4 separate regions of the Sus scrofa genome follow, and all the other regions are linked to region 1. Evidence: chromatin contacts called from public Hi-C and HiChIP or PLAC-seq data. All regions are on one chromosome and are shown on one strand. Each heading gives the region's core, a stretch centred on a gene start, on an enhancer-like site or on the middle of the called end of the contact. The rest is flanking DNA. Distances are from core to core; before and after follow the strand shown. Region 1 holds the start of BLCAP (bladder cancer-associated protein). Region 2 holds the start of GHRH (growth hormone releasing hormone). Region 3 holds the start of MANBAL (protein MANBAL). Region 4 overlaps SRC (proto-oncogene tyrosine-protein kinase Src).

The links. Hi-C and Micro-C count contacts between places; a contact is called where the count stands out from the background. HiChIP or PLAC-seq counts read pairs in DNA pulled down with a chosen protein or histone mark.
Region 2: a contact with region 1 is called in a Hi-C map of embryonic fibroblasts, with 14 times the contacts expected there. The contact joins the promoter of GHRH here to the promoter of BLCAP in region 1. A contact is called at or near these places in 5 of 5 promoter capture datasets (fetal liver, fetal skeletal muscle, liver and 1 more), 34 of 47 Hi-C or Micro-C datasets (adipose tissue, alveolar macrophages, blood and 16 more) and 2 of 2 datasets of contacts at active chromatin or transcription factors (alveolar macrophages and skeletal muscle).
Region 3: a contact with region 1 is called in an H3K27ac HiChIP or PLAC-seq map of alveolar macrophages. The contact joins the promoter of MANBAL here to the promoter of BLCAP in region 1. A contact is called at or near these places in 4 of 5 promoter capture datasets (fetal liver, liver and skeletal muscle), 32 of 47 Hi-C or Micro-C datasets (adipose tissue, alveolar macrophages, blood and 15 more) and 2 of 2 datasets of contacts at active chromatin or transcription factors (alveolar macrophages and skeletal muscle).
Region 4: a contact with region 1 is called in an H3K27ac HiChIP or PLAC-seq map of alveolar macrophages, with 6 times the contacts expected there. The contact joins the enhancer-like site here to the promoter of BLCAP in region 1. A contact is called at or near these places in 2 of 5 promoter capture datasets (fetal liver and fetal skeletal muscle), 15 of 47 Hi-C or Micro-C datasets (alveolar macrophages, blood, brain and 8 more) and 1 of 2 datasets of contacts at active chromatin or transcription factors (alveolar macrophages).

The regions. Positions count from the first base shown.
Region 1 is chr17:40,632,152-40,634,933 of Sscrofa11.1, reverse strand. BLCAP (bladder cancer-associated protein) reads left to right here and starts at 1,321. Exons shown (of 3, transcript XR_001302112.2): 1 at 1,321-1,434.
Region 2 is chr17:40,396,401-40,399,182 of Sscrofa11.1, reverse strand. GHRH (growth hormone releasing hormone) reads left to right here and starts at 1,326. Exons shown (of 5, transcript NM_001195118.1): 1 at 1,326-1,486.
Region 3 is chr17:40,419,300-40,422,081 of Sscrofa11.1, reverse strand. MANBAL (protein MANBAL) reads right to left here and starts at 1,337. Exons shown (of 4, transcript XM_005672921.3): 1 at 1,252-1,337.
Region 4 is chr17:40,502,846-40,505,627 of Sscrofa11.1, reverse strand. It overlaps SRC (proto-oncogene tyrosine-protein kinase Src), which reads right to left. Exons shown (of 14, transcript XM_021077973.1): 4 at 1,505-1,779; 5 at 384-483. The coding sequence starts at 1,772. Among named protein-coding and RNA genes, the nearest start is that of SRC, 33 kb to the right of the region's middle. Within about 2 kb of position 1,452, at least 31 of the 83 cell types and tissues checked have an H3K27ac peak or open chromatin away from gene starts, as enhancers often do. A contact at or near this core is called in alveolar macrophages, fetal liver, retroperitoneal adipose tissue and 1 more, where this site is marked.

The DNA of each region.
Region 1 (2,782 bases), core at 72-2,571:
CTCAAGGCAAAGATCTAAGCTGCCAATGCCTCAGCACCCACCTGCCCATCTTACATTCTTTACTTCTCCACCTCCCCAAGCCACCACCCTGCCAGGTGCACCTGGAAACCTGAAACCAGCCTTCTAACTGGTCCCCCTACACCCACTGGAAAGTGCTTTCTAAGTCATGCAGTCAGGGTAGCCTTTCAGAAACCGCAATCTGGTTATCAGCCCTCCGATGAAAATGGCTTCTCATTACCCTCAAGAGAAAATCCAAATTCATTAGGTAGCACAACCTGCCCTACTTGCTCATTTCTCACCCTCACCCACTCCTTTCCACCCCCACATCTAGGACAAGGGGTTCTTTCTGCCTAGAACATTTCCCCTCTCACTCTTGCCCTGTGCAGCTCCTAACTGTCCTTGGTGTCCGCCTAAATACCAGCTTCCCATGGAGAGACCACCCTCACTCTTCACCCCACATTAGTATTCCACTAACTTTTCATAACATTCTTCATTTTCCACCCACAGCACTTCCCATCGTGCATAATTATATGTTGATTTGATTAAAATTATTAACAGAGAGTGCTCTTTCGATGATTGTAGAAGCCCTTCCGTCACTCTCCCCCAGTGGACTGGCAGAGCCTTGAGTTAGAACAGCGCCTGTGTCACTCTCCATTCTATTCTCTTGCCTTTTTAGCACTGCACTTACGCATAGCAAGACCTCGAAGAATGTGCTTCATTAGCTAATAAATGGATACACAGACTCATTTAATCCCTACAACCACCCTGTGAAGCAGGCATTTCATCAGATTTGGGGAAGATGAGTCGCAGTGGGCAAGTGGCTCGCCCGAAGTGGGGAAGAGTCAGATCCTGACCCAAGACAAATCCTAAATTCTGAGCCGGAATAGTTCCGTTCCTGACCTTTTGGCCTTGGTGAAGGGACCGGGGAGGAGGCGGACTTTGAGCCACGAGAAGGTTTTTCCCAGAGTACTCGGGTCATCCACGAGGGTCGCAGTGAACAAACGCTCACCTACGGAGACGAGGGTACGCCCCCTTCTCTCTCAGCGTGTTAAAGATCACAATCTGCTGCATATGCATAAGGGGACCAAAGGAGCCGAGATTCGGGGCTGCCCGGCATACGCCTGATCAAAACTACTTTAGACTTGAAGAGTTCAGAGCCCCTGGAGTTCTGCACACGTTGGTAGGACGTCTTCAAAAGGCTATATGTGGCAAATATTGGGGGGATAGTGGGCGAGAGTGACCCCAATTTAGGTCGTATGATCAGGCGTATGCTGTAGGCAGCTCGGTCCCGGGAGGGGTCCTCGGCCGGCTCGTCTAGAAGACCAAGGGGGCGTCTCCCCGGCTTCTTGCGGCGTCGGTGGCGAGCTGAGGTGGAGGCAGGCTGCGGCGGCGAGGGCGACAGCGGTGGCGGCGGCGCCATGGCAGGGCTTGCAGGTACTGTGGCATTGGCCTCCTGGGGGCGGGATGAGAGGCCCTCAATGCGGCCGCGCCGCCATGTTGTCCCTTCGGGGTCACCTTAGGCGTCGTCCGGTCCCTTTCAGGGGTTTTCCTTCCGTGCACCTTGGGCCGCCCCTGTCCGGTGTCACGTGATTGCCCTGTTTCGTCCCCAGCCTGGGCCTTGGGGGGTCCCTTCCCGGCCCGAGGGCGTGTCACCGGACTCCTAGGTTCAGATTCTGGCCTCCAAGGTCAGCGCTCGCCTGTTTGCTCTCGGGAGGGAGCAGGCAGAGCTAGGGAGCGCGGGGCTAGGGGTGCGGCCACCTTTTCTTAGACCCCGGGGCACATGGCAGGGGGCTCAGCTTCTGAGAGTCCTGTCACTCTGTCCCTGCCACTTTAATTGCATTTTTTTTAATCAGAAGGGACGTGGAGAGGAGAGAAAGGGGTCTCCCGCTCCCACGCCACCGCCTTGGTGCCCGGGGTGATAGCTTGACTCTCAGCTTTGGGTCGCGGGTGCTTCTTACTCCTTCTAATTTTCTATCAGGTCTGCCGACCTGTTCCCTTTCCTCCAGTACGTATGGGGAGTGGCCCTCAAGGGCAGCTGAAGGAATGGAATGCCTGGCACAGTAATGGCCTGAAAAGAAGAATGGGGGATGGGAGACAGTTGATTTTTTTTTTCTTCCCTCTTCCAGACCGCCTTTAATTTCCTTCCAGGCCTCCGTGTCCCTTTTCAACATTAAATGTTGGGTCAGACTGAGGTCTGTCCTAGGAAAGAAATGGTCTTTCTGTTTATAGGTTTGGTTCGTGTTTTACCCCTTTCAGGGAACTGGTGTGTTGGGGACAGCTTCTGTTTGCCCTGCCTGACATGGTACAACCATCCCCTCAGCCTTCTGGACGGCAACACCAAAGCCAGGACCAAAAAAAAAAAAAAAAAAGAAAAAGTTCCAGCTTAAGTGCTAAGGCCAAATGTTAGATCTTGTTTATTTATTTGTTTGTTTTAAATCAAAGACTAATTAATATCAAGCAAATCTGTTGAAAGATTGTGGTGCCCTGGGCGGTTTCCAGTGACCAGGTCAATTCCATATCTGACTTTGGTCTTGTTAGAATTGCTGCCAAAACCAGTTTAACTTTTTATCTATAATATGTTGTTTCAAAGAGGAATCTGGAAGTCTGGGTTTGGCTGTCTTTTGTTGTTGTTGTTCTCTTATCTTTGAAGCATATGCATTCCATTTCGAGCCTGTCACTGTGTGATATACGAAGGACCATGTGTTGCCTGGCTCTCTGACTTCCTGTTCTGGGAATGCTCAGGAATCTGGGTCCTGCTGGGGAATGGGCCCTGTGGGAGGGA
Region 2 (2,782 bases), core at 77-2,576, 240 kb after region 1:
GCCTGCAGGGTGATGCTGCTCAGTCCCTGCTTCTCTGGGGAACATCCCATGTTTGCTCTGTGCCAGGAACATGGCTCAGTGAAGGCTAAGAAGCAGGTTCATAAAGTGTCACTTGGAGGAGGTTCCAGAAACTACTGGTTCTAACTGCGAACCAGAGAGGTGTCCCGGGGCAGGCAAAGGCAGTCTCCACTCCTCAATCTCTAACCAGTGCAGCTCCATTTTAAAAATCTGTTTTAGGAGTTTCCTGGTGGCTCAGCAAGTTAAGGACCTGGTCACTGCTATGGCTCAGGTTCCTCAGCAGTGACCTGGGTTTGATTCCTGGTCCCAGAATTTCTGCATGCAGTGGGTACGGCCAAGAAAAAAATCTGCTTTGTATACTGCACTTCCATAGACGATTTCCAAAGAAAGTTCTGTGTCACTATTTACAAACTTGGAAAACTTCTGTTCTCTGCTGTTTTCCCTGAGCTGTGATGGGAGTAGAAATCGATAGTGTAGAAACTGAGGCCTGGAAGGCAGAAGTAACTTCTGAAGGTCACCAAAGTCATGACGGACAGACACGGAGGGGTAGTTGGACTCAGCTCACAGCAATTTCCAGTCCTCCACAGCAGCCCTATGGGAAACCAGGGCTTCTGCCTCGCACACTTTCATGCCGTTCTTGAGGCTTCTTTTGCTATCGGCTAGAGAAATCTGGAAGCACAACTCTCCCAAGGCACTCCATCTCTCCCCTCTCACCTCACACACCTCTGAGGCAGCCTTGACACATGAAACAGATGCTCCCCAGGCTCGCTGCCTACACCGACCTGTGACCGCAGCAGGTACAAGTCAAGAGGGGAAAATCTTGATAATTGGATGACAAGGGAAATAGCAAGCAACTTTCCTCACTAAGAGGAGAAAAACACCCAGCCTGTAATGTTGGCTGCCCTAAAGTGAAATAAAGTTGCACACGGACAAAACAAGATTATACCAACTTTTTAAAACGCCCATTTATCTCTGAGAGTAAATGGTGGTTCACTGTTCTGAGTACTCCAATTATTAGAGTAGCAGGATTATACTCTCTCTTCTTCTCGGAATAATATAATTTTTTTTTTTTTGCTCTGTCCGTGCTCTCGAAGATAAAGGGCAAGTTCAATACGAGTCTGAATTGGCGAGGGGCAAAACCTCTTTCCCCCGTTAGGGTTTGTCAGTGCGATGCTAAAAACGGTCCTTTGGTGGACTTGTGTGTAATTGATTCTCTGACGCTGACAACACTTAGGAAAATGAAGGTATAAATGATGCGAGTACCACGCAGGCGCTGAAGCAAACGGCGAGCCCGAGGCCCGTGGAACTGGAGCCGCGTCTTCTGGCAGAGGGAGACCTGCCACATCGGAGGTGAGAGGGGGGTGGCCCTGGGGGCCGGGCTGGATGGGGGCAAGACAGTTGATCTTCTCACCAGTTCAGAGACACCCAGTTCACCAGGCCCACTGCCGTCTTCTTTGCCCGTGGACTGGTGAGTACCTTTTAGGCCCCTTGTTAGTGGCTCTGGAACGTGCTCTTGATGGTTGGCGCCATTTTGAGGTTGTCTTGGACGCTTGGCCACTCAGTCCTCGGAGAGGTGGCAGGCAGACATGTGCCAGGTGTCTGTCAGGGGCAGCTGAGGTCTCGGTGCTCCTTCATGGGTGTGGGGGTGGGCTGCTAGAGCAAGGCACCCGCTGGCTAGATTCTCCTGCCCACAACGGGATTCTGCCACGGACCCGAAAGGAAGCAAGTGGCTGTGCAAATCAATACCACTCACCGATTGCTCAGGACCGATTTAATACAATTGCCTGGAAATTGATAACGTTTTGCTTTCTTGCTCAATTGCAGCCGCACTCCTTACTCTAGGTTTTAGACACAATGACCTGCTCCTGAAGCTTGTCTCTTGACCCTTCGGGGCTTCAGGGATCCTGAGTATTTGCGTCTTTTACCATAAGCCACCTCCAACCTTTCTGGAAGGGGGTGGGGCACCACCCTTTTGAATGACCGTTCAAGATGCTTCCTCACTAAAAACTTAGATCTCCCTCAACTTAGAGCACTATTGCTGGAAACAGTTTATAAACAGAGTCAGGATTGGGGGGGGCGGGGTTCTTAAATCACACAGTAGAATATTCGAGAAAGGTAAAAGATTTGTTTTTTTTCCCCCAGGAGTTCAAAAATGGCCTCGCTAGTTTGGCACTTGAGATCTGACCTCTGTCGTCAGTTGAAGGTTCATCTGCAGAATTCTTGTAGCATTCTTGGCACCAAGTCTGGCAAAAGGTGCCAGCTGCTGTGAATCAAGTGCCCATTTTTCCTGAAGCCAGACAACCTCGAATATATCTAATGACAAAATTAGTTTGTAAGCACTGTTGAGAACTGACTGATACTTGTAATGATAGATGATAAACCCTAAGATGACTTTGAGGCCATCAAGGAGTTGTCGGTGGTGCTGTTGGATATGCACTAGATTTAATTCCATGAATTCTAGCTCCTTGGACTGGCCATGTGGAAGATATCTGTCAACAGCTAGCTTCTCCGCTGTTCTCATCTCATAGGCTGGGTTATTCTTGTTGTTTTCCTTTTTTGTCCAGTGGGATTTTGCAACCACATGGATTAGGTTCTCAGCCCAGAGGTTACAAGGGTGTCATGACCCATCCCTCGGGCATGTGGTTTATAGCAAATGTGGTGCCTCTTGGTGGACCAGACTATGAGGTTACCCCACCTCATTCCTGAATGACCAGGGGTCATTGGACTTACGTTGACTTGCCCCCCAAAGACTGCCCTCTTATCG
Region 3 (2,782 bases), core at 88-2,587, 210 kb after region 1:
GGTCGCAGACGCGGCTCAGATCTTGTATTGCTGCAGCTGTGGCATAGGTCGGCAGCTACAGCTCTGATTAGACCCCTAGCCTGGGAACCTCCATATGCCATGCGTGCCGACCTAAAAAGACACACACCCCACAAATATTAATAACTTACTGACATTGGTTCATTAATTGTGACGAAAGTACTATATGCTATTGTAGAATGTTAGCAATTGGGTAAATGGGAGTTGTATATGGGAACTCACTGTCCTATCTTCACAATAATTTTGTAAATCTAAAATTGTTCTAAATAAGAAGTTTACTGGGGAAAAAGGTCAACATTCCAAAATAAATAACCCCTAAGACATGTCTAGCTGTCCAGACTTAGCAAGTAGAAACAAAGTCTTCACTAAGACTGAAAAACCCAGATTCCAAATATGTTGGTAGGGGATTCCTGGCTTTGAATGAAATGATTTTTAAATTGTGTCCTGAGAATTCAACAGAAACTCAGTGTCAAGAATCACTGCCTTAGAGACATGGGCTATATACCCAGACCCATCCCATTAAAGTCCCCAAGAACTACCCAAAACTGGGTTAGAGTTATGTCCTATGCAAAGGTAATCCATCCCCCACAGCAATCAGAATCAGCAGCCAGTGGGCTGAAACTGGTGGGCAGATGTCCCGCAATTTGGAATTACTAAAAAGTAAAACGTTTCAGTCATTTCCCACTTCTCCTAAAAACAAACAATTCGGCAAACAAACACGCACTGTGCACTTACTAAGGCGCTTTGCCTCCACCACCGCCTTTAATCCTCGGATCAAGTCTAAGAGCCCATTTTACAGAGATGGAAATTGAGAACCAGAGATAGTCCCCAGTTACAGAGCAATACAGGTACACTCAGGGGTCGAACCCCAGGCCAGACTGACTCCGGAGCTCTGGCTAATCCTAATGCTCCGCCCGTGGAAAGAAAGGACAGGTCAAATCTGCAAGGAACACCGAGTTTTGGCCCTGGCTCAAAACTAAGGCGCTGGGCTGCAGCAACCGAGGCCCTCTGCCTCGCTGGGACTCAAACCTCCCTCTCCAAGTAACTTCCGAATGCTTGGAAGCGCCCCAGGAAGTTATTTACTTTAGGCACCAAGCGCAGCTCTGCGACCAAGCGCCTCCGAGACAGCCGGACCGGGCCGGCGCCGGAGCCCAACCCCTCTCGGTTCCGCAGCCAGTACTACTCCGCCCAACCCTCAAAGCACCGCCGGGCCCCTACAGCCGCAAAACTCACCTCCCGCGCCGCCGCGGCACTGCCCCGGAAGTGGTTCCCCGTGACACTCCCCCATCCCGGAAGTGACGTTCCTGAGCAACCAGCGGACTCGGTTCCGCCCGCCAGCGTTGTTAGAATTTGTGGATACTGGCTCTGGGCTTTGTTAGACGTTTGTCCCGATTGTGTCGGTTTTAGATGGAGGGAGAGATCTGCGGAGGTGAGGTCCAGACGCCTCGGTTCTCCCAGCGGCTTTATCACACCCCATTTCAGGAAATGTTTATACACATTTGCAGAAGCCTTACTCTTTTTTTTTTTTTTTTTTTTTTTTTTTAAGTATAGTTGATTTACAGTGTTGTATAAGTTTCAGGTGTACAGCAAAGTGATTCAGTTATACACATAGATATATTCTTTTTCAGATTCTTTTCCTTCATAGGTTATTATAAGACATAGAATATAGTTCCCTGTGCTCTACAGTAGGACTTTGTCAATCATTTTGTGTATAGTTGTCTATGTCTGTTAATCCCAAACTCCTAATTTATTGCTCCTCCCCTCCCCCTTTGGCAACCGTAAGTTTTCTATGTCCATCAGTCTATTTCTGTTTTGTAAATAAGTTCATTTGTTTTTTTTTTTTTTGTTTTTTTTTTTTTTTTGCTTTTTTTAGGGCTGCATCTGCAGCATGTGGAGGTTCCCAGGCTAGGGGTGGAATGTGAGGTGTAGCTGCCTGCCTACACCAGAGCCACAGCAACGCCAGATCCCAGCGGAGTCTGTGACCTACACCACAACTCATGGCCACACCAGATCCTTAACCCACTGAGCAAGGCCAGGGATCCAACCTTCATGCTCATGGATACTAGTCAGATTCGTTAACCACTGAGCCACAATGGGAACTCCTCATTTGTATCTTTTTTTTTTTTTTTTAGATTCCACATATAAGTGATGTCATAGGATTTGTCACTCTATTTTTTATTTTTAAAATTTTTATTTTATTGTATTATTATTTTGCTTTTTAGGGCCACACCTGCAGCATATGGAAGTTCCCAGGCTAGGGGTTGAATCAGAGCTACAGTTACCAGTCTACACCACAGCCACAGCCACAGGCAATGCTAGATCTGAGCCACATCTGCAACTTACACTGAAGCTCACAGCAACGCCAGATCCTTAACCCACTGATGAGGGCCAGGGATTAACCCTCGTCCTCATGGATACTAGTCAGATTCGTTACTGCTGAACCACGAGGGGACTCCTATTTTTAGTTTTTTAAGGAAACTCATACTGTTTTCTATAGTGGCAGCACCAATTTACATTCCTACCAACAGTGAAGGGGGGTTCTCTTTCCTCCACACACTCTCCAGCATTTATTATTTGTAGACTTTTTGATGATGGCCATTCTGACTGATCTGATGTGATGCCTTAGTGTAGATTTGACTTGCATTGTATAGAAGCCTTAACTCTATGCTAGGGCCTGAGCTAAGAGCCTGCAATGCAGAGAGGAGACAAACAAGCACAGTTTTATAATTCAGACAGAAGCAGATTAATAGAATTCATTCAAAAC
Region 4 (2,782 bases), core at 203-2,702, 130 kb after region 1:
CAGCTGGAGACTCCGGCTTCACTGGCTGTCCCAGGCTCTCCAGTGCCTATGTGGACACAGCCTCCAGCTCACAGGCTCTGCTTTGTGTGGTCCTGGGTCCCAGGCCCAGTCCTGCCCTCACCACCTGCAACTTCTGCGGGTTCTGTGATCTGGAACGCTGTGCTCTGTTGACCAATTACAGAGCCTTCCCAGAGCCCCTGCCTCATCACTCCTGCAGGCCCCAGGTCAGCTCCCTGGACCTTGGCTGCCTTGATGCTGAGCTCTCCCCACTGCCCATCAGGCTGGCCTCCCCACTCTGGGGTCACTCAAAGCTGTCTGTCTCAAGACCAGGCCCTGGATCAGGGTCCAGAGGGGTGACGGGGAAGGGGGGGCGGGGGACTCACGTGTTGTTGACAATCTGGAGCCGTTCCCCTTTCTTGAAAGACAGGTCAGTCTCTGTCCGTGACTCATAGTCATAGAGGGCTACAAAGGTGGTCACCCCGCCTGCAGGGCAAGAGGGGCGTGTCAGAACGGCCAAGGCCTTGGCTGGGGGGAGGGGCGGAGTTGGTCTCCTACCACCAGCCCAGAGGCCTGGTCCCATTCACAGGGGGCGGGCCTCTATGCATGCCCACCTTGTCCAGGGGTCCAGGCAAGCCTGTGAAAGGTGTAGGAAGCATGCGTGTCTCTCCGTGTCTGAGTGTGCCCACTGGGCTCTAGGTTATGCTAGCTGTTGGTTTATCTGTTTGGTACCTGTCTTTCCCATAGAAGCAGAAGCCCCCAATAACAGGCATCTTTGTTTTGATCCTAGAGCCTGGGGGTCCTCTATGGGTGTCTCCGAATGAGCTACTGACTCTGTGTGTGTGTGGCTCTGTCTGAGGGTGTCCGAGTAAGTGTCGTGTTTGTGTGAGGGTCTTAGGTCTGTGCGTCTTCAGGACCTCCAACCTGCTCCCCGTGCCTCCCTGAGAAGCCCCCAGCTCTCATGGCCTCAGTTTCTCTCTCTCGTCCTCTATCTCTAGGACGATATGCTCTGTATCAGATTCACCCCTAAAGGCAATGAAGTGTGCCTGGGACTGCTATATTACCAAGGCGCCAGCAGAGGGCGCAGGGGCGCACCTCGGCGTTCGGCGGGGCTCTGAAGACCGAAGCCCCCCGTCTCCCTCCCAAAGAGCCCCGCCCTCTTGGCCACGCACCGCCTCCAGTCCTGATCCTTCTCTGGGCTGACCAGAGCCAAGAGCAAAGCCTCCAAGCTGCTCCCTGTGCCTCCCTGAGAAGCCCCCAGCTCTCACGGCCTCAGTTTCTCTCTATCGTCCTCTATCTCTAGGTCCTTTATGCTCTGCATCGGATTCACCCCTAGAAGCAATGAAGTGTGCACCACACTTTCCAGTTTATAAAGCCTCCAGGCAACTCCCAACAGTCCCCAAGGCCCAGTAACCCACAGGCTCCTCCCCTTCAGTGAGAGAAAGAGCAGAGCAGCCTAAGCCCGACAGCTTAGGCACCCGGCACCCACACTCCCAGGCCCACTGACCAGCCAGGGGCCCCGCCCTCTGCGGGGAGGTGACAGTGTCCGAGGAGTTGAAGCCACCAAACAGCTTGGGCTCGGCGGCCGCAGGGGCGAAGGCCGTGCTGGGGCCTCGATGACCATCCGCGGAGGCTGGCTTGCTGGGGGTCTGTGAGGTGGGAAAGGCACCACCGCCACCGCCGCCGCCGCCCCCGCCGCCGTGGGTGTTCTCGGCAGGCTCCAGGCTGCGGCGCCGCTGGCTGGCGTCCTTGGGCTTGCTCTTGTTGCTGCCCATGGTTCTGCTGGAGATGAGAGAGAACCTTAGGGTGAAGACCTCAGGGAGCAGGCCGGGCTGCCGGGGTCCCTAAGCTTGCACTCCCACCCATTCTACAGACAGGGAAACTGAGGCTCAAAGAGGTCTCTTTGGGTAAATTAGCCTTCCAGAACCTCAGTTTCTCCATCTGTAAAATGGGAACAATGATGGTACCCATGAAGTGCTTCTTTGGTACAGGGCCAAGCACAGAAGAAACCTCATAATCAGAAGCCCTAACCTCCCCAACCTTCCCAGGTCACTGTTTCTCTCCATTGGGGGCAGGGCCGTGTCTGAGTCACATCTGTGTTCCAGGCACATCGGAAAGGGCTAAGGGTTTGTTGAGTTAATACATGCCTGACTGAAACTGTCTCACACCAGAGGGAAAGTGCTAAAAGTTGCAGCCAGGGCAGGGGTACTGCAGGCAGCTGGAAGAAGGAGAAATGGCTGGGAGCTCACTCCAGCCCCAGGGCCTTTGCACATGTGGTTCCCTCTGCCTGAATGCTCTTCCCTGATCCCTTCACCAGAGTAACTCATGCCTCCTTCAGTTCCCAGCCTAAGTCAAGTCACCTCTTTGGAGGCAGCATGTGGGGGATGGGAGGGAAATGTTTAGGGGTGATGGATGATCTTGACTGTGCTGATAGTTCCGTGAGTGCATCCATGTGTCAAAATTATCAAGCTATACACCTTAAATAAGTATAGTTTATTGTATGTCAATTACATCTCAATACAGCTATCAAGGGGGAAAAGTCACCTCTTTGGGAAGGGTTTCCCAACTCCTTTCACTGGTCTAAGTCCCTCTGCTTTTTGTGCCTCTTCTTGATAAAATGTGGCCCAGATTTGGGGGTTGTTTATGGGTTTATATGATTGTTGTCATGGGCCTTTGCCTGTCTAGCTCACTGCTGTGCTCCCTGCACCTAACACAGGGTATGTATGGCACAGTAGGTGCTCAATAAACAGCTGGACGAATGAATGAATCTCTCAAGAGTTAAGAG